Linked DNA regions of Mus musculus: regions 1, 3, 4, 5, 6 and 7 are each linked to region 2. The links are chromatin contacts, called in public Hi-C, HiCAR-type, HiChIP or PLAC-seq and promoter capture Hi-C maps. All regions are on one chromosome and are shown on one strand. Each heading gives the region's core, a stretch centred on a gene start, on an enhancer-like site or on the middle of the called end of the contact. The rest is flanking DNA. Distances are from core to core; before and after follow the strand shown.

What was found. Promoter capture Hi-C pulls out the DNA fragments that hold promoters and counts their contacts. Hi-C and Micro-C count contacts between places; a contact is called where the count stands out from the background. HiCAR-type assays count read pairs that join an accessible place to other places. HiChIP or PLAC-seq counts read pairs in DNA pulled down with a chosen protein or histone mark. Capture Hi-C pulls out chosen DNA fragments and counts their contacts.
Region 1: a contact with region 2 is called in an H3K27ac HiChIP or PLAC-seq map of embryonic stem cells, with 6 times the contacts expected there. The contact joins the promoter of Rbpms here to the promoter of Tti2 in region 2. A contact is called at or near these places in 2 of 39 promoter capture datasets (cranial neural crest and embryonic stem cells) and 2 of 115 datasets of contacts at active chromatin or transcription factors (both in embryonic stem cells).
Region 3: a HiCAR-type map of astrocytes shows a contact between it and region 2, with 4 times the contacts expected there. The contact joins the promoter of Dctn6 here to the promoter of Tti2 in region 2. A contact is called at or near these places in 2 of 39 promoter capture datasets (embryonic stem cells and hippocampal neurons), 2 of 115 datasets of contacts at active chromatin or transcription factors (astrocytes and forebrain) and 1 of 9 other capture datasets (liver).
Region 4: a promoter capture Hi-C map of pre-B cells shows a contact between it and region 2, with 4 times the contacts expected there. The contact joins the promoter of Leprotl1 here to the promoter of Tti2 in region 2. A contact is called at or near these places in 1 of 39 promoter capture datasets (pre-B cells) and 1 of 9 other capture datasets (adipose tissue).
Region 5: a contact with region 2 is called in a Hi-C map of B cells, with 9 read pairs. The contact joins the promoter of Ubxn8 here to the promoter of Tti2 in region 2. A contact is called at or near these places in 4 of 39 promoter capture datasets (embryonic stem cells, hematopoietic stem and progenitor cells, liver and 1 more), 1 of 484 Hi-C or Micro-C datasets (B cells), 7 of 115 datasets of contacts at active chromatin or transcription factors (the SCID.adh cell line, astrocytes, embryonic stem cells and 3 more) and 1 of 9 other capture datasets (adipose tissue).
Region 6: a contact with region 2 is called in a promoter capture Hi-C map of liver, with 4 times the contacts expected there. The contact joins the promoter of Ppp2cb here to the promoter of Tti2 in region 2. A contact is called at or near these places in 4 of 39 promoter capture datasets (cranial neural crest, embryonic stem cells, frontonasal cranial neural crest and 1 more), 4 of 115 datasets of contacts at active chromatin or transcription factors (astrocytes, embryonic stem cells and large pre-B cells) and 2 of 9 other capture datasets (adipose tissue and liver).
Region 7: a promoter capture Hi-C map of pre-B cells shows a contact between it and region 2, with 4 times the contacts expected there. The contact joins the promoter of 1700104B16Rik here to the promoter of Tti2 in region 2. A contact is called at or near these places in 5 of 39 promoter capture datasets (cranial neural crest, frontonasal cranial neural crest, hippocampal neurons and 2 more), 2 of 484 Hi-C or Micro-C datasets (the Ba/F3 cell line and CD4 T cells), 3 of 115 datasets of contacts at active chromatin or transcription factors (astrocytes, embryonic forebrain and large pre-B cells) and 1 of 9 other capture datasets (liver).

What each region holds. Positions count from the first base shown.
Region 1 is chr8:33,928,534-33,932,356 of GRCm38.p6, forward strand. It overlaps Rbpms (RNA binding protein gene with multiple splicing), which reads right to left and starts at 1,330. Exons shown (of 8, transcript NM_001042674.2): 1 at 943-1,330. The coding sequence starts at 1,008.
Region 2 is chr8:31,148,504-31,152,235 of GRCm38.p6, forward strand. Tti2 (TELO2 interacting protein 2) reads left to right here and starts at 1,813. Exons shown (of 7, transcript NM_144927.3): 1 at 1,813-2,996. The coding sequence starts at 2,347. It overlaps Snord13 (small nucleolar RNA, C/D box 13), which reads right to left and starts at 1,455; the gene lies at 1,358-1,455.
Region 3 is chr8:34,107,109-34,110,909 of GRCm38.p6, forward strand. Dctn6 (dynactin 6) reads right to left here and starts at 1,604. Exons shown (of 7, transcript NM_011722.4): 1 at 1,311-1,604. The coding sequence starts at 1,333. It also overlaps a transcript of Mboat4 not described here.
Region 4 is chr8:34,145,358-34,148,679 of GRCm38.p6, forward strand. It overlaps Leprotl1 (leptin receptor overlapping transcript-like 1), which reads right to left and starts at 1,382. Exons shown (of 4, transcript NM_026609.2): 1 at 1,328-1,382. The coding sequence starts at 1,343.
Region 5 is chr8:33,640,667-33,643,995 of GRCm38.p6, forward strand. It overlaps Ubxn8 (UBX domain protein 8), which reads right to left and starts at 1,310. Exons shown (of 8, transcript NM_178648.2): 1 at 1,184-1,310. The coding sequence starts at 1,271.
Region 6 is chr8:33,597,349-33,600,982 of GRCm38.p6, forward strand. It overlaps Ppp2cb (protein phosphatase 2 (formerly 2A), catalytic subunit, beta isoform), which reads left to right and starts at 2,273. Exons shown (of 7, transcript NM_017374.3): 1 at 2,273-2,670. The coding sequence starts at 2,569.
Region 7 is chr8:33,730,998-33,734,467 of GRCm38.p6, forward strand. 1700104B16Rik (a long non-coding RNA gene) reads right to left here and starts at 1,490. Exons shown (of 2, transcript XR_004691281.1): 1 at 792-1,490; 2 at 1-80. Gtf2e2 (general transcription factor II E, polypeptide 2 (beta subunit)) reads left to right here and starts at 1,070. Exons shown (of 8, transcript NM_026584.3): 1 at 1,070-1,132.

The DNA of each region.
Region 1 (3,823 bases), core at 80-2,579, 2.8 Mb after region 2:
CTCTCACCATACTAACTGCTTTAGAGTCAGTTCGGGTTGTGTACGTCCCCTTTATTAGGATGTAAATTACCTGTAAGAACACTTTTTTACGTTATAGTGGGATGGGCAGTTTCTGCTACTGCACACTCAATTCTGGGAGACCTTTAAAATGGTAAATATAATTTCTTGTATTCCAGATAACACATTTGCAGGAGTGAAGGCGAAACAGGATATCACAAAACTGACAAAATTCACGAGCCCCAAGTACACCCCCGTCCACCACCGGCGTTTTCAGTAAGAAACGCACCACAGCCGCAAATTGTTTGTAAATTCCGAGTGTGCCACATAAAGTTGTGATTTTCCCCCCTTTAAAAACACCCTCCACGCACCTTTGCTTTGGGGAACCCAAAGCTTTTAGCCCTTGTTACTCTACGCCCCCACCCCCACATTCGACCTCTCCCAGGTTCGGCGGGGGTCTCCGACTCATCGGAGAAGAATGCGTCCTATGAGTTATCTATTAATCCAAAATGTCTCAGCTAAGAAGATATTTCACCCAGAACTTTTAACACCGAAAGGGAGGGAGGGAGTAAGAGAGGGAGGGGAGCTGGGGTCGGAAGTATCTTTTACTGAGAACTTTCCCAGAGTTTCTCCCTTCGCCATACCTCCCTCCCTCCAATTTCCAGCTGCAAGACGCAAGAACCCAAGTCCTGACCCTCCCTGGTCCCAATCATCTGAGGTCACCCGGGAGTCAGCTCTCGATTCCGCTTTCAACATCCCGAGTAGACAAAGCTGAGCATTCTACTTACAAAAGTCTCGGGAAAGTCCTCAAAACTTATGCAATAACCAGAGGCAGGCGGACGCGCGTGGACCCAGTCCCGCGCCCTCCGGACGCCCGCGTCCCGTGCTACTCCCCCCAGCCCCGGCCCGTGCGCCCCGCGCCCCCCAGCCAGTCCCCCTCAGTACCTCCTCCTCCTGAAGGTTGGCCTCGCTCGGGGTGTTCTCCTTCTCGGCTTTGCCGCCGCCGTTCATCTTCCCGGTCCTTCGTCGCCGCGCGGGACTGGGGCGCGGGGTTGGAGGCGAGGGCGAGGGCGCGCTCGCCCGCTGCTACCTTCCCCCGGGGCGGGCTGCGGGGCTGGAGCCGGGCGGCGCAGCGGAGAGCCGAGACGGACCGGCGGGCGGGGACCTCCGAGAGGCCGGGCGAGCCCCGGAGTCGGGACGCGGCCGAGACCGAGGAGGCGAGGCGGCGGGCGCGGTTGGGACCGGAGCCGCCGAGGACGCGCTGCTGGCAGGCTCTGGGCAGCGGGGCCGCACGCAGCGCGCTTTCTCTCGCCTTCCTCCCTCCTCCCCTCCCTCCTCTCCTCCCCTCCCTCCTCTCCTCCCCTCCCTCCTCTCCTCCCTCCGCCCTCCCTGGACGTGCGCGGCCGGACGCAGCCCAGAGAGACGCGGATCGGGACAGCGAAGCCCCCCGCGAGAGGAGGGGCGCGGGGCGGAGCGGTCGAACCCAGGGCTGGGCTGGGCTGGGCTGGGTTGGGCTTGGGGGAGGGGGGGTCGGCACCGGGGTCACGAGGCCGCGGGGACCGCGGGCGGAAGGTCGGGCCGCCCCTTCTTTCTCCAACCCCGTGGACCTAGGCGTCTGGGCGGGCCAGCGGCGGTGGGCTTGGAGAGGGGGCTCAGAGCCGAGGACAAGCCTTTCGGGGTAGGGGTGGGGGGCACATGGACTGGAGCGCGCTACTTTTGTTTGCTTGCTTTTCACGACGGGTGTGCACCCAAACCCACCCTCCGTGGCAATACCCGCCGAGACTCGGTTCTTCCCGGGCAGAAAGGTGACGGGCACGCGGGACAGCCCACCACCGAGCCCCGCTTTTGCAGGACACCGCTTGCCACCCCATTGCGGGTGCCCGAGTACAGCGAAACCTCCCAGCCTCCCCCCGCCCCCCCCACTTCGGCCGCTATCGCTCTCTAGGCTTCCGGCCGCCCCTGTTCAGACTCGCACAGCCGGCACCAGACTGTTCTGGAATCGGGTCTGTTTACATCACTCTACGGGGAGCCCCTTCCTGGAATACAGGACTACGTCCTGTTTATCTCTGCCATAACTTAAGTAGGCTACCTGGAGCGTAGTCCCGGAGCGTAGTAGGCCCTCCATATGTACTTGTTGACTAAATATCCCTCACTGCCCCTCAAAGGTCAAGACATTTATCTCTAGAGAATCAAAGCAATTACCCAACACCGGATGACCGCATAGCTTCCACTTCCTCATCTATAAAATGAATAAATATTTCATACATATATACACACACATACATATTCTCCCATTTCACTGATTATATATATACACACACACATATATATTACAATCATTATATGTGTGTGTGCATATATGTATGTATGTATGAATATATATATATATCCCAGGGTTTTAGAGATTATAGGTGGGGCGAGCCTCAGGTTCCTAACACCCATACTTGCACAATTGTGGTTTACAATAGGCGGAAGCTAGCATTATTATTAAGGAAGTTTCCATTTTCCTGGTCCTAGAGAACTTTTCCAACAATAGATCCTGTAAGCTCCTAGACTTTTGACTAGTTTGGACAGACATTTAAAACCCACGATTCAGCGGATGGTGCCTGTCTCTCTGAGGAAGTTCGTCTGGCATGCCGCACCAATCACGATTTCTCATTTATGGCTTGGTTTAACTGTTTATCTCTTTCTCCCTACTCCACATTCTTTACCCTTCCCCGCTTTGTGTGCGGTTGGGGGTGGGGTGAGGCGGGAGAGGGTGGGAGCTGAAGATAAGGGCCCTGCCTTTAGGCAATTCAAAGTAGTGTTGTGGAGACAAGATACCCCAAACAACTCCAAGGCAACATAGTCGCTGAATCCTGGTTCAAATTATAAAAAGCAGGATACGCGCAACGTCGTTCTTTTGCTTTTAAAGGCGTTGCGAAGTGAAAATCCATAGTGATACTTGGTTTTAGATCATAAGTTTTCTTTGAGGGGATCTGGAGACGTGGGAAAGTTTCTAAAGGAAAATAATGTTTTAAGTTGCTGTCATAATACCACTGCTCTCTGTAGGAACCAAGATGCCTTCTGGGAGGAAATGAACCAAGAGTCTTTGGAACAGCGGTAGAAAAAGTTCAGAAGCAAAACTGCAGTTGATTGGAAACTTTGTCCGCGTTTTGATTTATTGATTGTGCTGATTGGCAGCTCTTTGCTCGGCCGGTTTTTCAGTCAGTTATAAGAGGAACCACGAGGGGGCAGTGTCTTTCTGAGCGATACGTGAGTGGTGGGCTTGGGTGGCTGCACCGGCCAGTAGAACTAGCTAGCCCTTTGCCCTTCTTGGCGATTCCTGCCTGAATACACTCCACAGAGAGACATTGTTCCGCAGGAGCCTGGCAAGGACCCAAGAAAAAAATGACAAGCTGGTCCTTAACGGTTCCAGTGGGAACCCATTTACAAGAAGGTAGATTAGGTTGTGTGGTTTCAGGATGCTGGGAGAATCTCTGCTCTCACCAGGAAAAAAAAGTGGCTTAATTCCAGGTATGGAACCTGATTTTTTTTTCTTTCTTCCTTTCTTTCTTTCTTTCTTCTTCTTCTTTTTTTTTTTTATCTTGAATTCAAACCAAAACTTTGTCTTTTGTTATAAAGTTATCAACCTCTGGTGTAAGAAAGAATAATAAAAAATTAAAAAAAGAAAGAAAGAAAGAATAAGTCCTGTGAGGGGAACCTGCCTGGCATCTTTGTGTGTTCCCAGCATCTGGACAGTGCCTAACACATAGCAGGCACTGTTATTTTTAATGAATAAACACACCAGGTAGTGGTGACACACGCCTTTAATCCCAGCACTCTG
Region 2 (3,732 bases), core at 563-3,062:
TATACATGTTATTTACCTTCCATTTCTACTTTAACACACAAGGAAATGCATATATCTTACTCTCTATCTTTCCTTCTTTCTTACAAGAGAGCATCTATCTACCCTTCCTCCCCTCTGCTCCTTCCACCTATCTATATTCCCAGAGTTCCATGGTGTTACACAGAGACTGCTTTTTCTCCCTCACTGCAGCTGCACCAAGCTGCATTGTGTGGACGCAGCTCCATGTAGCTGCATTGTGTGGGTGGTCAATCCAGCCTGTCCTCTGTGCGTGGACATGGGCATTCAGGATACATTTGTTGCCTTGACTAAATTGTGCCAGGCACTAGATAGAAGTAAAGGCATGGCTGGCTCGGGCTTTGGGAAACCCAGCGAGAGATCTCAACAATACAGAGCACTCCTCAAGTCTGAAAGGCGTCTGGATCCACTGGACACAAAGGGCACATGCTACAGAAAAGAAACGTCCCACACAGTACAGACACAATAACCTCTTATTGACTGGCCTCAAGCTGCTTTTGTTAAGGGAAGGTTTCTCTTGGAAGTGGTTAGCAGTGATTGATCAGAGTGCCACCAATTGGTCAGAGTGGGAAAAGCCAGAAGAAAGAGGTTCCGAGTTAGAATTCTAATCACCAGATTTTCTTGGAAAGAAGAAATGTAAATTAATGTTGGTGCTGTTGCATAACAATGGGAACTAACACCTCTATGAACTTTATGCTGATCAGATATTGTTCCCGGCATTTATGTACATTAAAAATTGTCCCAACAGTCCTAAGAGATGGGGACCAGTAATTATCTACATTTGTTTCCCCAATACAGAAATTAAGACATAGAGATCTGAGCTATTGCCGTTTGCAAGAGGTCACACAGAGAAGTGAAGGGGGGAAAAAAAGCCACACAGGCATCACTGGTAGTGTAGTGGCAAATAGTGTAACACTAAGAAGAGCATGTCTTGGAGTGGAAAGATGGTTCAGTTAAGAACATGCCATGGCTAACAAACTCCAGAAATTCAAGTTCAGAGAACTGGACACTGTTTTCTGGCTTCCGCGGGGACCAGGGGGGGCACCAGGTACACATATACGCATGTGAACAAAGCATTTATACACATCAGAGTAATAACTTAATAAAACAATTTTTCTTAGAAAGAAGTGAATTGTACCAGAGCGACTTGTAAGAAGCATAACTCTGTCACTTTCAGTTTCTCTTAGGAATGGAATGTACTTTAGTAATAATGTATTAGTCCCAGGTACCCTGGACACTTTCCACTACCTAACCAGTAATCCTACCTGACTGAACCAAGAAGTAAAAAACAGGGCATAACTCTAATCTACACAAGAACCAGAAGTGGAGGATCCTCCTAAGTTCATGTCAGACGGGTAATGTGCCCACGTCGTAACAAGGTTTATGGGCGGCACATGTCACGCAATGGCGTGAACACCCAATCATCACGCTTTATGAACCAGAAAGGATCGGCCTTACTGTTAGCTTGCGAAGTATCGAGTAAGTCTCACCAGTTTTTCAAAGAGGGTGACTAATATGCTGCCGCTCTATTTAGCTTTTGCACACAAAATCTAGTACAATTTCAAACTGTTACTAGGATTTTGCGAGAATTCTCTTGTTTCTAGCCTAGCAGATGAAATCAGGAACAAACTTAATGAGCGAACGCTTAGTTATGCAAATATATCCTTCATGCTCCACCTTTTACCCCTTCCTTCTCTGACGGACTGTTTGTTGCTTTCTGGTCGCGAGTCGTAAAAAGAAGCGTTGCGGCTCCGCTGGCGGAAGTTAGTTTTGCTTTACGGCTACAATGCTCTCCAGGGCCGGAAGTTGCGGAATACAGCTACCGTACTGGAAGAGCGCTTGGTTTCGGGAGCCTTTTTGGTGTCACGGTTCAGTAGTTTGTCTTTAAAATTAACTGTTTTTTTTTTCTTTTTTGAGTTTTCGGAAAGACAAATTTCGCTACGTGTTAGGAGCTTGAGGCTCTCCTATTTTTTTTTCGAGACAGGGTTTCTCTGTGTATCCCTGGCTGTCCTGGAACTCACTCTGTAGACCAGGCTGGCCTCGAACTCAGAAATCTGCCTGCCTCTGCCTCCTGAAGCGTGCGCCACCACTGCCCGGCTTGAGGCTCTCTTCTTACAGCCACTTTACTGGGTGGATTGACACTCGATCCTTGCGTCAAGACAGTGAGACATCTCGCCTTTTAGCTGTGCCTGGTTTTAGTTCTGTTCGTTGGGGGACACCGAGCCCCGGACGACCTTCCCTCCGAGACTCCAGACACCATCCCCATTTGGTCTCTGTCCCCCCCCGGGGGGGGCGGGGGGGGCGAGCCCAGCCCCTCCGGTGCGACTAGGAATGAAGCTGGACAGTGCCGAAGAGAAGTCGGGGGTCGGCTGCTCCCTGCCTGCAGAGGGCTCTCCCCCGGCCCTCGAACCAGCCTTCTCCAAGATTCTGAACCGTCTCAGCCGCCCAAAGTCATCAGGACAGGGCGGCGCAAGAAATGCGGCTCTTAAAGACCTCGGCGCTTTAATAGAAGCCGCCGAAGGTGACAGATTCTTTGAGGGGAGTGGGAGTGGGGGATCCCTCCGGGGGATGCCCGAGATCCTGGGGCAGGTGGTGAGAGCCCTGGAGAAGTTCGCAGCACCCGAGGAGAAGGCAGATGGGGTCGAAGAGCATCCCGAAGTGCCCGAGAAGGCGACTGAAGTTGGCTCACTGTTTCTAAAGCTGTTGGGGAAGGTTGAAGCTGCCAAGAGTTCTCCCGACTGCCCTGCGTGGAAGACAGGCCTCCGTCACATGTCAGGACCCGTGTATATTTTTGCCATCACTCACAGATTGAAGCAGCCATGGACCAGTCCAGCATCTCAGCATGTTGCTGGTGAGGTGCTGTCTTTATTGCTTAGAGTTACTGAGTGCAGTTCTGTGGCAGGATTCCTATGCGGAGAAAATGAAGACGATCGAGGGAGATTTGCTGTGGTCTTGGGGCTTCTTAAGCCCCATTTGAATAAGTGAGTAATGCTCTTTTCACTATTATCAGACAGATAGGGGTGCTGAGATAATAGATTTCTTAAGGACCGGAACGGTTGTGGCTTACTAGAGACGAGGAAATCATATAGCAGCAAATTCAAGATTAGAACTGAAGTCATCAAATTCCATTTTCTCCACCAAATGACTGCCTTGGAAAACTGGAAATTCTGACAATAGATATGGAAGATTCTGTCCCATTTATATGGAATCGAGTATCTTATGCTAAGTACCCATGGGTATTTGGAGAAGACCCAGTCTTTCAGCATGAATTTAAATACAGGGACTTCTAACTTGTTCATAATTATTGGATAAAGTGATTATAAGGAATAATAATTGGGATGAAACTGAAAACGATTTGTAGTACGTGGTCTGAACTAGATTGCTATCAGCGTTTTGTTTTGTTTTTCAGCTAGGTCTTAATTTTATCTATTTATATTTTATTCACTTATTTTGAGATATGGTCTCACTGTGTACCCTTGGCTGGCCTGGAACTTTTACGTAGACCAGGCTGGCATGGAACTAACAGAGGTTTTTCTGCCTCTGATCTCTGTGGGTGTTACCACACCTGCCCAAGGCAGGTTGTTTTAAAAAGATTTTATTGGGCTGGAGAGAGGGTTCAGTGGTTAAGAGCACCGACTGCCCTTCCAGAGGTCCTGAGTTCAATTCCTATCACCCACATGGTGGCTCACAACCATCTGTAATGGTATCTGATGCCCT
Region 3 (3,801 bases), core at 354-2,853, 3.0 Mb after region 2:
CAAAAAATAATATGAAAAAAAGTTTTTAATACAGCTATGCTGACTCTGTAGCTAAGAAAAAGGTTTTAAGAGATTCATGGAAAAATAGCAAGTCAGTGGTAAGAATGTTTAATGTATTATGAACTTCTTAAGTGGCACACAGCCTATTAGGCCAAAATCACATATACTTTTAAATGCTTAACAAAACAGCTTTGGATTTTATTTCTTAACAGTATTCTAACTGTTCTGTCTTGCTTTCTGTCGCTGTGATAAAGACCATGACCAAATGCAGCGTGGGGAGGAGACGGTTTATTCGCCTTACACTTCCTGCTCACCATGCCCAGGGAGCTCAGGGCAGGAACTATGACTGCTTACTGGCCCACTTGCTAAGTAGCTTTCTTAAATGGCCCAGGCCTACCCGACTGGAGATGGCTCTGCCCACAGTGGGATGGGCCTTCCCATCTCAATCACAGATCAAGACACTCACCCCGACATGGACGATCCTTCAATTGAGGTTCCCTCTTCCCAGATGACTCTAAGTTGTTTCAAGCTGACAGTTAGAACTCATCAGGACACTAACCCTAGAATTTCTACAGACCATCAAATGATAATGCATACCACAAAGTTCTTAGAGCAAAGTTTATTCCTGGGGCGTCACTGTTCTGACACCAGTATTCTCGATTCTGAGCCGAAAGTTGCCCAGAAACACCCTGTCTCTCTAGATCTTTGTCCTGTGATAACTGAATGCTTGCTTCCGGGGCGATCCACGCCCTCTTCTGGCTTGAGAGACAACATTCACACGCACACACCTTAACACCGATACATGCATATACATACAGCTGTATATGTATATGTATATCTCAAGACATTAATCCCAGGACAAAGGAGGCAACGGCAAATGAATCCCTATGCTTTTCTGTTATCCATGCGGTCTCTTTCCACCAACGGCTCTCACTGGTGAAGACTGTGACAGGAAAAGCCATAGTTGCCGGCCCTGGGCTCTCAGGCACTGACATAAGGATGACAGCATCAGTGTCTTCTTCCAGGCCTCCCTCTTCCTGATCAGAGGCAGGGCCGACGGTGCAGCCACCGCTGAGCAGCCTTCTCGCCCGCACAACCTCCCTCAGCCTCCCTGAGTCCCCCACGCAGCCCCAATGGAGTCTGCGCAGGCGTGCTGGGATGGGTGGGGGTCACGGAACAAACCCTCTCCGCCCCCACACCCCACGGACGCCAGGTATGGGATTATGGAGCCATCCACCTATACACCGTCTCAGTGCCCCCACGCCGCGACCAGAAACGGGTTCTGCCCCTGCGGAGGTGTTAACACGTACCTCTTTTGCGTCTTCTCCGCCATCGTCAAGCCCGGGTCTCAGGAAGAGCTGAGATCGATTTTTGCAGCCTGGCTAGAGCGATGATCTCTGCATGGGATTGCAGAGCCTGGCACGGCCTGGGAGAGGCGGGGCCTGAGAGACCCGCCTTCTGCTTTCCAGGTTCGCGCTTGCGTGCTGAGGATGGTTTGCTTTTCGGGGTTGGCTTGGCTTGCTTCGCTTCTGCCTCCTGGAAAGTCGTTTTTTCCACTTGACAGTGTTTACCAAGTCTATCCTAACCCCATCAGCCCTGATCCTTATCGTTAAGTTCACTCTACGTTTAACTTCCTCCCTAAGCCTGTCAAAATCTCTTTTGAACATCAAATCCAGTTTTTAAACGTCTCTTTACAAGCGCGCGCGTGCGCGCGTATGCGTGTGTATGTGTGTGTGCTTGGCTCTTCTGAGGCTTTGTCATCTCACGCTATTAAACTTTGAAGAAACCAAGCTGTCTTTCCATCTCCCAACTACTGCTACGTAGGACCCAGGTGGCATAATAAGGATTCATTCTGAGAAGCAAAACCAGCAGGAGATATGAATTACGAGGGTTTTGTTAGGAATTAGTTAGGGATCTGCTGTGCAAGTTCGAAACCCGTAGATCAAGCTGGGACTTTTTCATTTGGAAGGCCAAGCTGCTACCCACAGGTGGAATTTCTTCTTTTCAGGGGGGAAGTTTCAGTGTTGCTCTGAACCCTTTAAACTGATTGAATCTGGCCCACTCCTGGTTATCCGGGACAATCTGTTTCTTAATTAAGCAATTTCTAGTCACACCAAGAAATATCTTAAAGGGGGTGTGTTGGGGCTGTTGGCTCAGTTGGTACAGTGCTTGCTTAGCATGCATGAAGTCCAGAGTTCATTCCAGAGAGTCACACGAAACTGGCCATGGCAGAACCCACCCATAAACCCAGCCCAGGAAGGATCACAAATTCAAGGTCACCCTTGGTTACTCAGAGTTATGGCTCCTGCCATTTTCCTGGTTTTTATAGTGGTTGTTGTATTGTTTTAACAGTTTTTCTAGTGTGGTTTATTCTTTTTTATGATTTCTCAGAGGGACTTGTTTCTCTCTTCAATCTGAAAGATTCCTTCAGGTCTTCTGTAGACCTGGCTTAGTGGTAATGTGTTCTTTGAGTCTGGTTTTGTTTGTTTGTTTGTTTGTTTGTTTTTGGTTTTTGAGACAGGGTTTCTCTGTATAGCCCTGGCTATCCTGGAACTAACTCTGTAGACCAGGCTGGTCTCGAACTCAGAAATCTACCTGTCTCTGCCTCCGGAGTGCTGGGATCAAAGGCGTGCGCCACCACTGCCCAGCTTTGAGTCTGTTTTTGCAGTAGAAAGTGTTTATTTTTCCTTTAGCTAGAACACGTAGGTTTAGTGGGTGCAGTACCAGAGTACTTTCAGACTTTGAAATACATCATTGTGAGCTCTTGCAAGACGTTTAAAGTTTCAGCTGAACAGCCTACCTTCATTCAGAGGGACACACCTGTTCAGGTGATGTGGTGTGGTGATGCTCTCTTGCACTTTAAATACACTTTTTTTTTTCTTTTATGGTCCTCCATGTTAGTGTTTTAAATACAGTATGACAGGGGAGGTTCTTTTCTGGTCTTCCTGTCTAGTGCTTCCTGTATCTACTTCCTCAATCTCCCTAAACCTGTGGGGGCCTTTCCTGTCACAATTCTTTTGAAACTGTGTTCTAAGCCTTTAGGATAAGATTCTTCACTTCATATGTCTGTAGCCCACAGAGTTTGTCTTAGACTTTAGAGTAGATCTTGGAACTCCCATTTATACTTTTTTTTTTCTTTTCTTCTTATTTTTTAAAAGGTTTATTTATTTTATGTATGCGAGTATATTGTCACTCTCTTCAGACACACCAGAAGAGGGCATCAGATCTCATTACAGATGGTTGGGAGCCACTATGTGGTTGCTGGGAATTGAACTCATGACCTCTAGAAGAGCAGTCAGTGCCTGTCTTCACCTCTGAGCCATCTCTTCACCGTTGTCCTTGCTGAATTGCTCTAGTTCCTGCAGGTGTCTCTAAGATCAAACATTCTGTCCTCTCCTTGGTCTGTCCTGTCTCTGAGGTTTCCCACGGGGCTATTTGTGTTGGTGTTTTTGTTGTTTTGAGACAAGAGCCTCACTATGCATCCCTGGCTGGCCTGGAATTGGCAGTGTAGACCAGGCTGGCCTGGAACTCACAGAGACAGAACACACCTTTAGAAAGAAAAGGGTTATTTTGGCTTACGGATCCAGAAAAATAAGAGTATGTGACTGCAGAGGTGATGCAGGGCAGCAATTGGCGGACACACGGGCAGGAACAGGAAGTTAAGAGCTCACAACTGGAACCACAAGCACAGAACAGAAAAAGCAAGGAATGTGGCAAAGCCTACCTTCTGTGACACCTTCCACCATTAAGGCCACACCTTCCACCGTTAAGGCCACACCTCCTATTCCTCCTCTCACAACA
Region 4 (3,322 bases), core at 132-2,631, 3.0 Mb after region 2:
AATGAAACAGAGAGGAGTGTGGTTTCTACTTCCAAAGCCTCTGGGCCAGGGATGGAACAGCCCAATTACCTAGCAAAAATTCTCTAAAGATGGACTACAAAGACAGAGGTGAAGGGGTCAAGTTCCCCGGCCTGGGAGTTAGCAGAAAATATAATGTATCACAGAGTAGCAGGCAACTGGCTCAAGAAATATGTAATGGTCTTTACAGCAATACTCCTTACTTAAGGGCAATCTAAAGGCCAACAGGAAGAAATATCTTGATAAGCAACCTGTAACTTTAAAAGGCACTGAAATCTTTAAAAAGTAAAATTACCCCCCCCCCCAGTCACTGTCACCAGGATTAACATTATCCAGATTTGGAGAACCATAAAAACTGTTTTCTTTTTTTAAAGAGTCCCTCATTAATGACACCGCAGGTGGGTAGAGAAACGCAGGCAACATCCTAAAAAGAACAGCACTTTACAGTAACTTCCATCCACGTTAGAACTTGAAAGGGTCTATTATAGCTCAAAAAGAGATCCGAAAGTGTCCTAGTTGCTCAGATGACAAGGTTCTATACGAGAAATAACATCTTTTTTTTTTTTAGGCACCGAAAATAAACAAGACACCAGAAAAAACGTGAACCAGGGAAAAAGCTCAGCCAAAGTCGCCCTTACCAGCGAGGTGGAAGCACCACTATCCAACTGTTTTTACTTCCAACTAGGTTATCTCTTCTACAAAGCAGGTCAGGAAATCAAAGTGATCCGCTGATAAGTAAATACAAAACTTTGCTTCTAACCCCAGGGGCAAGACTACTACTGAGCCAAGTTCCCTGTCTTCAAAGAATGCAACATCCCGTTCTCTCTGAAGAAAACACACCAATAGACAAGTAACCTTTCATCAAGGTGTTCGTTACCTTTCTTCTTAAAAAAAAAAAAAAATCACAACTACAAAGTGTCAACGTGCACTTGTGGGGGAAAGGAAGCCAGGAGCACTCTGGGTTAGCATCCGGGCTCTACTGCACCTTAAAAACACCAAAGATGCATTCGATTTAAGAGGCAGGGAAAGCCTGTGCACCGCGATCCCGGGAGCGGATGCAGAGCCCGGGTTTGGGAGACGGGCGCGTTCGTGCCTCGGGTGGGAAACCACACTGGTTTGCCGTGCCGGGCATTCCTCCCGATCGCAGCCCTCAATGTCTCTGGGTGCAAACTCGCGCAGACCGCGTCGGTGGCCGGGTTGCCCCGTTCTGGTCCAGGGGCGGAGCGCCACCGCCGGAGGAGCCCGGCTGGGTCGTCCCCACGCCGCCCCGCCCCATCCCTACGGCCCCGGCCCCGCGGCCCAGGCCCACCTTTGATGCCCGCCATGGCGGTGACGTCGCTCCTGGCTCCACGACCCGGGCGGTGGCCGGGAGACCCGAGACGCGCGGCGGCGGCGGCGGCCAGACAACACCCGGAAGTGCACCCCGCTGCACTTCCGCCGGCGGCTCGCGCGGGGGCGTGGGGGCGCGCGAGGCCGGGCCGGGCCGGGCCGGCGTCCTTCCTTCCGCGGCTGAGGGGGGCCAGCTGGGGACGTGCGGGGCAGCTCCGGCCCGGAGTCCCCGCGGTCTCGAGAAGAGAGCGTGCGGAGCTCGTGAAGATGCGGGCGATGTCTTTGCGGGATCGCCTCACTTTCTGCCCCGCGAGCCCATTTCTCCTCCCACCACCCAGTCTGTGACACGTGAGATGGGTGGTCTCTGCTTCTCTCCTTGGGTTCCTAACACAGATCCCATGAGGTCCCCTCCACCCCCGCAGGGAGTCAACGAGTCATAATGTGAACATAAAGATGCTTCCTCTTGGGAGTCGGAGAGCTTTTCAGTCTTGGTGACAAAAAGGATGGGGAAGTGGGGGGGGGGGCGCCCCGCAGAGATCCTATATATTTATGTAAGCTTCCCACATAGCATATGCTGGGGAACCGGGTAGGCGTTGGGATGAACAAAACCAGGTGTAGTTTCTGCCCTCGGGTTGTTTGCAGACTAGAAAGAGAAAATACTCAAAAGAGAACAAAAGTGCGACGAAGATAATGGATAGCAAGAGGGATCCATCTGCACTCCAAAATATACCACTGGGGCGGCGGAAAGATGACTGTAGCTGAAATCAATTTTAAAAAAGAGAGAGACATAGAAGGGGAATTGGCTGCGCTCCTTTTCTGTACAAAATCAGACCGATTTAAGTTTCTCCTTGTAAAGGTAGCCGGAACTTCCTTTCCTGTGTTACATGAGAAGATATTTGCAACACAAAATTTCCCATGTGTAAATATTTTCATTTCTGAGGAAGAGACAGATGTCTCTGTAAGCAGCCGCAATTGGAGTTTGTAGAAATGTTACAGAAATAGCCTTTATCTCCCTTAGTTTTCCCCTGAAAGCCCAAATTTCTTCCATTTAGTTGCTTTCCCACAGCGTATTGCCTTTTGTTAAAATGCCTTATGGGCTCCCAGACCTAGCCGGTTGTGTTTTCCTTTATTCGGAACCTTGCTAAGCCTGTAAAATACAGCCTGTAAAATACACTCTCCCCTTTAATAGGCCTTACAGCTGCTAATATGTAGGTCTCCTCTGTTGAATCTAAGAAGGCAGAGACAACCTCTATCCTAGAAATATCTAGGAAATAGAAGACATGGGAAATAGTCCTTTGGTTTGATCTGACAGGACTCTTTTAATGGAAAGACAAAGTTGGGTTGTTTGTGTGTGTGTGTGTGTGTGTTGGGGGGCAGATGGAACATGCTCTTTGCTAATAAATGGAACGGGAATTTGGAAAGCTGGAGAGAGGAGAAGCCAATGGGTTGGTCACGGTTGTAGGCCCTATCCGAGAAGTTTTGGAATCTGTACCTACACAGACTGAAAGGGAGTCGCCCTATAAGTTTATTGGGTGAGAACTGAAACTGGAAGCCAGGAGGACATGGACATACTAAGATCATAACAGGGAAAGCAGGCCTGGGAATTCATGGGACAGGAAAGACTATGAAGACAGTGTATCTCTTGTCTGAACCCCATAAAGCTTGGATATTTAACAGTGAGATGGCCTGGCTCTATTCCAACCTATCATAGGATTCCTGGGATGTGTGTCAAAGACCAAGGAGCCCCAATGAGGACCCAGCCCACTCCACTGTCTGCCGCTCCACCTCTTCATCTGTTGAGAACTGGATCTGATTCTCTATTTCCTGCTCTGGGTCCCAATTGCCTTGTTCACATTGTAGCTAATCTCAGCAGCTTCTTTCTCAAGCCCGACTTCCACTGGCACTGGCCTGGCTCATTGTTTTAGCAATCCAAACTTGGTTCACACACATACACACACACACACACACACACACA
Region 5 (3,329 bases), core at 60-2,559, 2.5 Mb after region 2:
AAGGAAAGAGCTGGAGAGATGGCTAAGCAGTTAAGAGCACTGACTGCTCTTCCAAAGGTCCTAAGTTCAATTCCCAGCAACCACATGGTGGCCCACAACCATTCATAATGAGATCTAACGCCCTCTTCTGGTGTGTCTGAAGACAGCTACTGTGTGTACTTACATATAATAAATAAATCTTAAAAAAAAATCAAAACCACCTCCAATTAGTCACTGATCGTCCTCAATAAATCACAGTGCTCTCAAATGTAAAGATTTTAACAGTACTGTAAACTCAAGTATCCCCTTACTTTTATGTTCTACAGAAGGTGATTAACTGATAAGAACTTTTTAGACTATGGAATGGTTCAAATGTTGCAGGTCCAGAGCCTAACCATGGATTATTATGGGCTTTAATTAGCCCACTTAATAGTCACTCATTGTTCACCTATATGCCTGACCTAACTATGCCTATCACATGGAACCTACACAATATATTAACTTAGCCCACAACCTTCTACCAATCCAAAAGTTTATTTTGTGAGCACCTGAGCCCTCTGCGAGAGGTTTTCCTACACGTTGCTGTAACTCATCTCCCTGATGGACCTACATATATTTAAGGTGTTTTGTGACATTTTTTTGGCTGTTACAATAAAAACTTTTGGAACCGTGGAACCGAGAATTTGAAGTAACCCAAATCCGTATTCTCAGAACACCACGGACATTTAGATTCGATTCCAAAATAAACTCTGACCTGCTCTGGGGCAGAGCGCTGTTTTTTAGGCTAACAGTACCTACAAGTCGTTGTGGCAGTAGTGGAGAGTGAGATTGCAAACAGGGTCTGACTTAGAATAAGATTCTCAGAAATGGTACTTGGGGACTCCCTTTCATCCATTCCTTGATCATGACACAAAGGCTTTCACCTGAAACATGGCTCAGCTATCAGCTTATTTACTTCCGGCTCTCATTACTCTTAGAGGCGAAACAGTTCCTATCTGTCCCTGCGCTTCTCACTCGGGTCCCTTTCCAAGCCGACCCTGGCCAGAGATCAAGAGAACTTTTTCCCGCGGAAATGGAGGCGGTTCCGGAAGAGGGGCGGGCGCGATGGATTCTGGGGATTGTAGTCAAAAGCGCGCGGAGGTCCGCGCCGCTCAGGTGACAACACTCCAGCTGGGAGCACCGAGAGGAGAAAGGCAACACTTACCGAGACTCGGGATCCCGCGCCGGAGCTCCAGACACAAGAGAGGGAGAGCAGAGAGCAAGAAAAGGCCCACGACGCCACGAGAAGCCATGGCGCGGAGGGCTCGCTGGGCGCAGTGCCCGCCCCTTCCGGCCGTGCCTTCCGCGAGCTCGCCCCGGAGGCCTCGGGCTGGGAGGAATGGAGGGAGGATGCTGTGCCCTGAGGCTGGGGCGCGGGCCCGGATGCGATTGCTCAGACGGCGCGGGTCATCTCCTTCGGCTGGGACGGTCCCTGTCCTGTGGATCTGAGGCTGGTCACGATGACAGTGGCTTATCAGACTGTGCAGGTCTAAAAGATGGTGCTCAGAAGACTGAAATGACTTAAAAGGGGCGGTTGACGCTGCGAGGCCCGGTGGCCTTGTGTCCCTTGGGGGTAACAGGGCGTTTGGTTCTTAGCTAACTAGTTACTAAGCATCTTCTCTTCCTAACAGGTCCTGCGGGAAGCTTAAAAGTGGGGTCTGCTCCCTAGTGCCTGTTCCTGCCCCACACCCGCGTGGAGAGTTCCCTAGACCTGCCCCCCACTCACTGTTCTCCCTGTCAATGCCTACACGTGTTACAGTTATGACTTAACGTTGGCCTCACAGTGACTTCCCTGCCACTCCATGACTCAGCTCTGGTAACTTAGAGTTCAGGAATGGAGGGCCTTCCCACTGACAAGATTCCCAACTTGGCAAGTCCTCAACCATCAATACCCCCAGTCGCTCTTCAGTTTAGCTTAAGTTCCAAGTATGTGTAAGTTACTGAATTTGTCCTAAACAAACTCAGCCCTGGGATACATGTCCTGTACAGAGACTATCTGATGTCTGGTGCCATGATAGGAATGTCTGTATAGAGTGCTACAGAACCACGTTCTGCAGTGTGGAGAAGAATTTCCTGAGGAGATAGTGACTAAAGTGTGAAGGTTTGGAGTTTGGACTTCGGACACTTTTAACCACAGCACTAGGGAGGCAGTGGCAGATGGATCTCTGAGTTCAAGGCCAGCCTGGTCTACAGAGTGAGTTCCAGGACTGCACAGAGAAACCCTGATTGAAAAAAACAAAAGAAAAAAAAAGTATACAGAGGAGCGTCCAAGACCTTGGAACAGTGAGCCCTAAATGGGTGAATATGAAACCCTCCCCTTAGGGAACCCCAAAGGAGCAGAGGCAGAAAGAGTAAGAGCAAAAGGGATGAAGGGCACGGAGAAAACAAGGCCCTCCAAAGCAAAAAAGATCGATAAATATGTGAACTCAGTGAACTGAGGCAGCATGCACAGAGCCTGTGTGGATCTTCACCGATAAGCTCCTAGAGCCCAAAGAAGTAGACAGCTATCCCCATCCTTAATCCAGCCACTATCTCCAACTGATAACCACTTGAAAAAGTAAATTCTCTCTCCAGGGAAGGCTCACTTGAAAAACATTTGCGATGGTAGACTGAATGGCCAGCAGTGGATGGCCAATACAACCTTAGAGGTTCCTGCTCTTGAAATGTCATGTCAGAGTCCTGCCTTTTTTTTTTTTTTAACCTCCTTTTACCCTAAAGTTCCTTTGTGTATATATTATGGCTTCCAGTTTAGTGTTTTTATGGCATTCCCAAGTGTGCCAACATGAGGCTTTGATTCTTACACTCTCTCTTGGGCTCTTCCCCTTCCGTCTGTTTTCTCTGATTCTGATGTATTAGTTCTATTTTAATTATCCTTTAGAAGCCTGTTTCATATTGACAGGAAAGGTGTGGATCCAGATGGGATGAGAGGTGGGGAGGACTAGGGGGAGGAGAAACTGTAATCAGGATATAATATGTGAGGAGGGGAATTTTATTTTATGTATATGGTGTTATGCCTATATCCCCTAGAACTTGTGAGCCACCAAGTGGGTGCTGAGAATCAAACCTAAGACCTCTGGAAGAGCAGCCAGTGCCCTTAACCACTGAACCATCTCTCCAACCCCCAAAATGTACTTTCTTTCTTTCTTTTTTTTTTAAAGATTGATTTATTTATTATATGTAAGTACACTGTAGCTGTCTTCAGATGCGCCAGAAGAGGGTGTCAGATCTCATTACAGGTGGTTGTGAACCACCATGTGATTGCTGGGATTTGAACTCAGGACCTTTGGAAGAGCAGTCAGTGCTCTTAACCG
Region 6 (3,634 bases), core at 1,023-3,522, 2.4 Mb after region 2:
GTTTCCTAGATGCCATGTGCAAAGTCGTCCCAACATTGTGTGGCAAGAGGGGCACTTCAGCTCAAGTGAGGGCCGTCAGGACAGCAGAGGATGCTATGCTAATGACTTATACAGGGCCCAGTTTCCCCGGAACCTACTGATGCTCAGTTCTTGGGGATGCTTTCCCTTTCCTAACAGACTATAACTTCTTCCCTGACCTCTGAACATTCTTTTTCTACTCTCTACTCCTCGCACCTTGTAGCTCCACTATGGAACATGCCTGCTTTCTGAGGCCTTACCTCAAAAGGTGTGATTTCCTCTCTTCCTCTTCTTCATCTCCCTCTTGGTCAAAATTGCCAAGATCTGCAGCCCTGCCTGTTGTTCTCTTAAACTCTGACAAACGGGTCCTTGAGCTTCCTTCTATTTACCAAAGCTTTCGTTAATAAGACAGAGAACGCACTCAAGGGAATCCTGAGTTCCCCAGGCATAGCCACACTTCACAGAGAAGGCATTTAGATGTGGAGGGGCATGCTGCTAACCTCAGCAACTCACAAAGCTGAGGCAAGACACTGCAGGTACCAGTGCAGCTTGTGGCACACAGTGAAAACTGCCTCGGGGTGGCAAGTGTGGGGGACCAAATTCCTGCCTCCTCTATAGCACTACTTAGTAAAACACTTTAGTCTCTCTTACTTACTGCCGATATTCACTCATAACTTATAAAGTCAGCTCCCAACCCTTGCACTGTAGTAGTGTTGCTGTACCACTGGGCAGCTGCTTTTCCCACTCCATCGTTGAGAGAGGTGTGGTAGGTAGCAGTGCCTGTAATCCCAGAATTTGGAAAGTGGAGACAGGAGGATTAGGAGTTCAAGGTCATCCTCAACTCCAGAGCAGGGAGCCAGCCTGGAATAAAAGAAACCTTGTCTTAAAATAAACAAGGTCTGCAGAGATGGCTGGGGGGCAGCGTACTTTGCCTACAAGCCTGAGTGTGATGCCCAGAGCCCACCTAAAACTGGAGATCATCTACTTCACAAAGTCCATGTACTCACACAACTGACAAGATTTTGTGCTTACTTATTTCAACTAATGACAAATCTGCAGCTAGAGGCAGTTTGGGGATTGCTTCAAGCTGAGAAATTGACAAAACCAACTCAGGAACCATGACGCTGTTGAGCACTTGCGAACAGCAGAAGCAGCCGTACATGTTTCAGACCCAGGAAATAGGGTCTGTGAGCACAGCTTTAAAGGTCTCGGTATCTAGCCCCTGTTATATAAAGATCACTAATTACAGCCAAGGCATCATAGTAGTCACAACAAAGAATGATAAGATGGAATGGCCACAGAAAAATTTAAAAATCATTTCATGGTTTAAAGAGATTAGCTGAGGTTAGGATAAACACAGCTTGGTGGTAGTGGTGCACACCTTTAACCCCAGCAGTTGGGAGGCAGAGGCAAGTGGATCTCTGAGTTCGAAGTCAGCCTGGTCAACAGAATGAGTTCCAGGACAGCCAAGGCTACACTGAGAAACCCTGTGTTGAAAAAAACCAAGAGAAGAAGAAAGAAGAAAGAAGGAAGAGGAGGGGAAGGAGAGGGGGAGGGGGGGGGGGAGGAGGAGGAGGAGGAGGAGGAGGAGGAGGAGGAGGAGGAGGAGGAGGAGAAGAAGAAGAAGAAGAAGAAGAAGAAGAAGAAGAAGAAGAAGAAGAAGAAGAAGAAGAAGAAGAAGAAGAAGAAGAAGAAGAAGAAGAAGAAGAAGAAGAAGAAGAAGAAGAAGAAAGAAAGAAAGAATGAAGAATGTGTGCTACTCTTACAGATGCCCTAAATTTGGTTTCTAGCACCATATACCACCAACTCCAGCTCCTGGAGAGCCAATACTCTCTTCTGTCCTCCCAAGGCACCTGTACACACGTGACATAAACGTAAATACATCCTTTGTTAAAAGTTATCTTTCTGATATAGACAGAAAGGGTCTGAGATTCAAGGCTACGCAATGAATTACTGCTAAGAGTAGAAATTTACTCAATAAATATTTAGTGCATGCTCTAGGGTAGTGAAAGGTTGAGGGAAAAGCCCAACAGTCTCAATGCCCTGTGCGGAGAGAGGTCCAAGGCGAGAACCGGATTCCCCAAGGGCAGAGTGGGCAGGAGGACCGGGGGAAGGATGCAAGGGGACCGTTTCTCCGCCGGGCCGCGCGAGGGCGCTGCTCCCCTCCTCGTGCGCCGGGCCCGGCGGCGCCGCCCACTCGCCTTTTCCCGGCGGAAATGCCGGGGCGATGACGGAAACCCGGAGGGAGGGAAGAGAAAGAGCGAGAGGGCCGTGGCCAGAGCGCGGAGAGGCCTGCGGGTGGCAGCGGGCGGGCGGGCGCCGTCGGGCCGGAGCCGAGCCGAGCTGCGCCGCGCTCTGCGCTCCGAGCCGTAAGCCCTTCGCCGCGCCCCAGGCGCGTGGCCGGGGCCGGGCGGGGCGGGCGCTCCCGGAGGCCGGGGCCCGCGGCTGCCCGCTGGGCTTGGGCGGGGCGCGGGCTGCGCGCTCCGCGGCTCGGTGGTCCCGCCGGGGGCCGGCGGCGGGGGAGGCGGCGGGGACGCGCGGCTCGCCGCCATGGACGACAAGGCGTTCACCAAGGAGCTGGACCAGTGGGTGGAGCAGCTGAACGAGTGTAAGCAGCTGAACGAGAACCAAGTGCGGACGCTGTGCGAGAAGGTAGGCGGCCCGCCGCGGAGGCGCGCGCAGGGGTCGGGGGGGGAAACGGGCCCTGGCCCCCGGCTGGAGTAGGGGACGGGGTGCGGGACCCCACCCCACGCCCCGAAAACCAGGCTGCTGCAGTCCCCGGGCTCCACGGACAACTGCCCTGAAAGTCGTTAACACCGAGCGGTGGTTAGTGTGGCGTCGATCGCTCGCAGGTGATCCACGGAGTGCAAGGAGCTTTTGTTTGCACACTAGTGGGCGTGATGGCAGGCCGAGCCTTCTCCCAGCCTGGGTTTGGCGGAGGCAGATGACTGAAGGCTGGTCTGGGCGGCCGAGTGGCTATGGAGAGGGACGTCTTTTTCAGGAAGAAGACAGCAGGTGCTGAATTTGGAAACGGTGCTTACTGGCAACGTTAACTGGGATAGGTGCTATTTAGAACCGGCCACGTTACAGAAAGTTACTTCCTTTTTTTTTTTTTTAACCCTGTGTATCCCTCCCGACCCCACGCTATAGCTTGCAGGTAATGGATTAGGTAATCCCTTTTTGATCGTGTCTTCTCAGCTTTCAGACATGTGTGTGTATCTATTGGTTTATTAACCGCTAGGTTTTTGGGTTTTTTTTTTTTTTTTTTTTTTTTGCTTATATCATCTTATTTAGAGTCTTTTTTTTTTTCATTCCTCTTTTTTATTGTGGGCTAACTCGCTTCCCCATGTTCAAGAGCCCTGCGAGAGAGTAACGGAGCTAAGTATTCAAGTCAGAGTCTACATTTTTTTCCCCAGAAGTTAGGATCCTACCAAAGGATTTTGTTTATCCGTCTGATAACAGGCACTCCTTACTTGGGGTGGGGAGTGATAGATGGCTCTTGGTGCGCTTTTCAAGTTGACCAGGGCCTTTGTGGGTTGAATAAGTACTTAGCACAGGAGAGTTTCTTTCTTCTAGTAGAGCCGTGAAGAAAAGGGTGTTTCCCTCAGAAACTGTT
Region 7 (3,470 bases), core at 240-2,739, 2.6 Mb after region 2:
CTCGTATAGTCCAGATTAAGTTAACTAGTGGATCTTCGGACTGTCATTTGAAGTTTGAAGAATTGGACTCTCCTTTGGACCTGACAAAAATTTAGTTATACAAAGTTAGTTTCTGCATCATCACTAGTATCCTATGTTGGGGGGGGGGCGGGACATACAAAACTAAGACCCAAAGTAATTAGTACTAATAAACTACAGCTATGGGATATTTAAATACTGGATTAGGCTGTACAAACAAGGATAGTTGTAGGGTGCAGGATGGGCCAATTATTATTATTTGTTGTTGTTGCCAAATATCGCACCCACATCTTATATTGTCCCCCAAAAAATCAAAGACAGGTCACAGGTATGAAAAGAGCCGGTGTTCGAAGCGCAGAAGCTGAGCTGTAAGTTTTGAGGTTGAAGTCCAGAAGTTGAATTCTATGTTGAGTTTGCCTTTGCTAGACTGTCCCTCCCACCCCCAAGCCCCCCGCCACTTGTTAAAGGTGGTTCTGGTGAGTGGTATTTGAAATAAAATAAAAAAGCTTGGCATGGAGCAGCACTTGGTAGGCCGAGGCAGAACGATCTCTGCAACTTTAATTCAAGTTCCAGGCCAATCAGGGCAACACAGGAAGACCTTGTCTCAAATAACCAAAACCACCCACCCTCCAAAAAATATGACAGATTTATTGGTAATGTTGCCGGTTGGGTTAGACTCCAGAGCCGGCTGAAGGAGCTGCTCCGACTTTGTGCCAAGAAAAGCGGCTTTCCGTTCTTCCCTAGAGCAGAGCTGGTAGAGTAAACGTGGCTACCGGCAGCCTTTGAGCGCGCTCCGGTCGTCATGGAAACTCGGGGCGGAGCACGCCGTGACGCAGGCGCCTTTTCGGAGCGGCGTCGCGGTGGTTGCTGGGAGCGAGCGTCCTAGCCGCCGCACCAGGAAGTGGAGGGCGGGGCCGGGGCTGTGTCGCCAACGCCACCACCACGGCCGCCTCGGGTTCGACCCCCTTGGCAGGTCCGTGTTGGGCGTGCGCGCCGCGACGGCGGCGGGGGGCGGGAAGCGGGCCCGCGGTGGGCGGGTGTGTGCGTGCGTGAGTGCGTGCGTGCGTGCGGCCGAGGCGGAGGCTGGGAGGCGGCGCGGGCTGCGGGCGCTGAGGTAGGGACTGCGGCGGCGGGCGAAGGGGGACGAGTCCCGCGTGGGACTCGGCTGCCCCGAAGCGGGACGCGTCTTCCGAGGGGACGCGCGCGTGGACGCCACGCCGCCGAGCCGTTCTCCAAAGCCGAGCCCCCGAGAGGAGGGGCTCGCCCCAGCCAGCATTGTCTTTTAGGCCGGACGTCCATACAGCAAACTTTCGGGTTGGAAAGCGGGAAGGATTCCGGGTGGGCGAGCGGATGGTGCCGACCGCTTCTTGGCCACAACCACAGCAGCCGAGCTCATCCCTGTGTGGAGTTGGGGGGACCACCATGGCGTCCCCTCCCGACTGGCTTTTCTAATGCTGCTTTAAACTTTTTGAGGTTGTGAGTTTTCGGAGGAGTCGAGAGGTATTTTCCCGATCGAACTCTGCGCTCCGTTTTCCTGATGTGCTCCGGTACTCGGGGGCGAGCCGTGAAGCGAGAGACAGAGTAGACAGACAGGCTGCTGGAAGATTGCAGATTCTGGGGTAGGAAAGAACTGGACAGTGGAGCCTGAAGATTTGAAATGTTAGTTTTCCGGTAGCTATCCACCGTGAAACGTACCAGCTCTCGGTCGTAACATCCTGTTCGGGGCTTTTGATTGACCAGATTAATGTAAAGTAGACGTGGATATAGTTTCTTTACCACCCAGGTTAGCCCTAAGATGTGCACTGCAGTACAGATGTTGGTTGCAAAAGGAGGAAAAGTTAGTTGGAACTCCGGAGAGTAAACCGCTTGCTCTGGGTGCCTTTGTTGGTATCATCATATAGAGAGGTCTCTCTTATTTCAGAAAGCTTTGCTAGGGTTCCAGGGCTGGGACACATGACTTCTTACTTAGTTGTGCCACTTCTATTCAGGTTTTATGTGTTAAAATTAGCCATAGCACTAATGCTTAGTCTTTCAGACTTGTGGGCATTATGTAGTTAGGTTTTTCTAAGTTGTACAGGTTTGATCTGTCCTAAAGTCTTTATTTGACGTCCAGATTAGTCATCTGACCTTATGAAGTAAAATGTTCCTGTTTTAGGAGTTGCAAACTGCCTGTTTCCTCAGTCTTCTCACGTTGTGAATTTTTTCTTATTTTCATGCTTTCCCTACTCATACCTCTCTCACTTGCATATTAAGTTAATGTTAATTTCTTACCTAATACAACCAAAATAACAATTACTCTTGAAAAAAAATCTTTCATAAATACTTCCTCACTTTTAGAGTTGAGCCAAGTATGTACAACACTGATAGTGCCCCATTCCCCAGACCTAGGAGGAAACTACATTTAGAGCAGTTCTGTAGATTATTTGCTCAAATGTTAGGAATTGAAACTGGGAGGAGCAGATGTTTTACTCTTAGACCAGGGACTCTTCGACTCTTCTTACATAAAGTTCACAGTGAGTTTTCCATATGAGTGCTTTTTTTTTTTTTTAAATCCCTTTGGATCAAGATTGAACCTGTCACACTGCCACTTGCCTCCAGCAAGCTATATCTCCAGTCTCCATCTCCCTGTTATTTAATCAAGGAACTCAGTGTGTGTGGAACCAGTTAGGATGCTCCGGCTTTCCTGAAGATGTACGTGGAAGCAATACTTAGTAAAAACTGAACTTGAGGTTAACGCTGTTTTGCTAGGCTAGTGACTTAGTACTTTAATGATGCTAGGCAGCTGCCGTGAGCTCCCAGTCGATATCACAAAGGCACAGTTGATATGCTGTTGTGTACCAGGTTGCTAGGCATTTATGTTCAGTACAAAAGATGGATTGAATGCATTTTTTTTCAACTTAAAATATTTTCAGTGTATGAAAGGGTTATCATTGGAAGTAGCCTCTGTAGAGTGGTCTTTCCCCCCTGACTGAACACTAGTGTGAAATTCATTCACAGGGGCAAGAGTGAGCTTTTCTGAACCGTGCTGCAGAGTGCTAGGAAGAGAAAAGACTTTTTGTAAGATTCATGGTGATTCAACTGGTGGTTCTTGTGTTCTGGTTGTGTTGAGATTGCTTAAAAATGCTTATAAAACTACAGTTTTATAACTGGGGGTGGGGTGGGGGGGAGGAGCGGGAATGATCATTTAGTTTTACCTCCTAAATCAGGAATTTTCTGTACACTTTTACCCCTCCAGTGTCTTTCTATGTAGTCCTGGCTGTCCTAGAACTCTGTATGTAGACCCTTGCCTTGAACTCACAGAAATCTGCTTGCTTCTGCTCCAGGTTAATTGCTGAGATTAAAGGTGTGCAACCACTATGCCCAGCTTCTATAGATGTTTTTAATACCTTAATCCAGCTTTCTTAATTAATAAGAGGGCACTGGTTTTTAAAACACACCATTTAATTTATAGC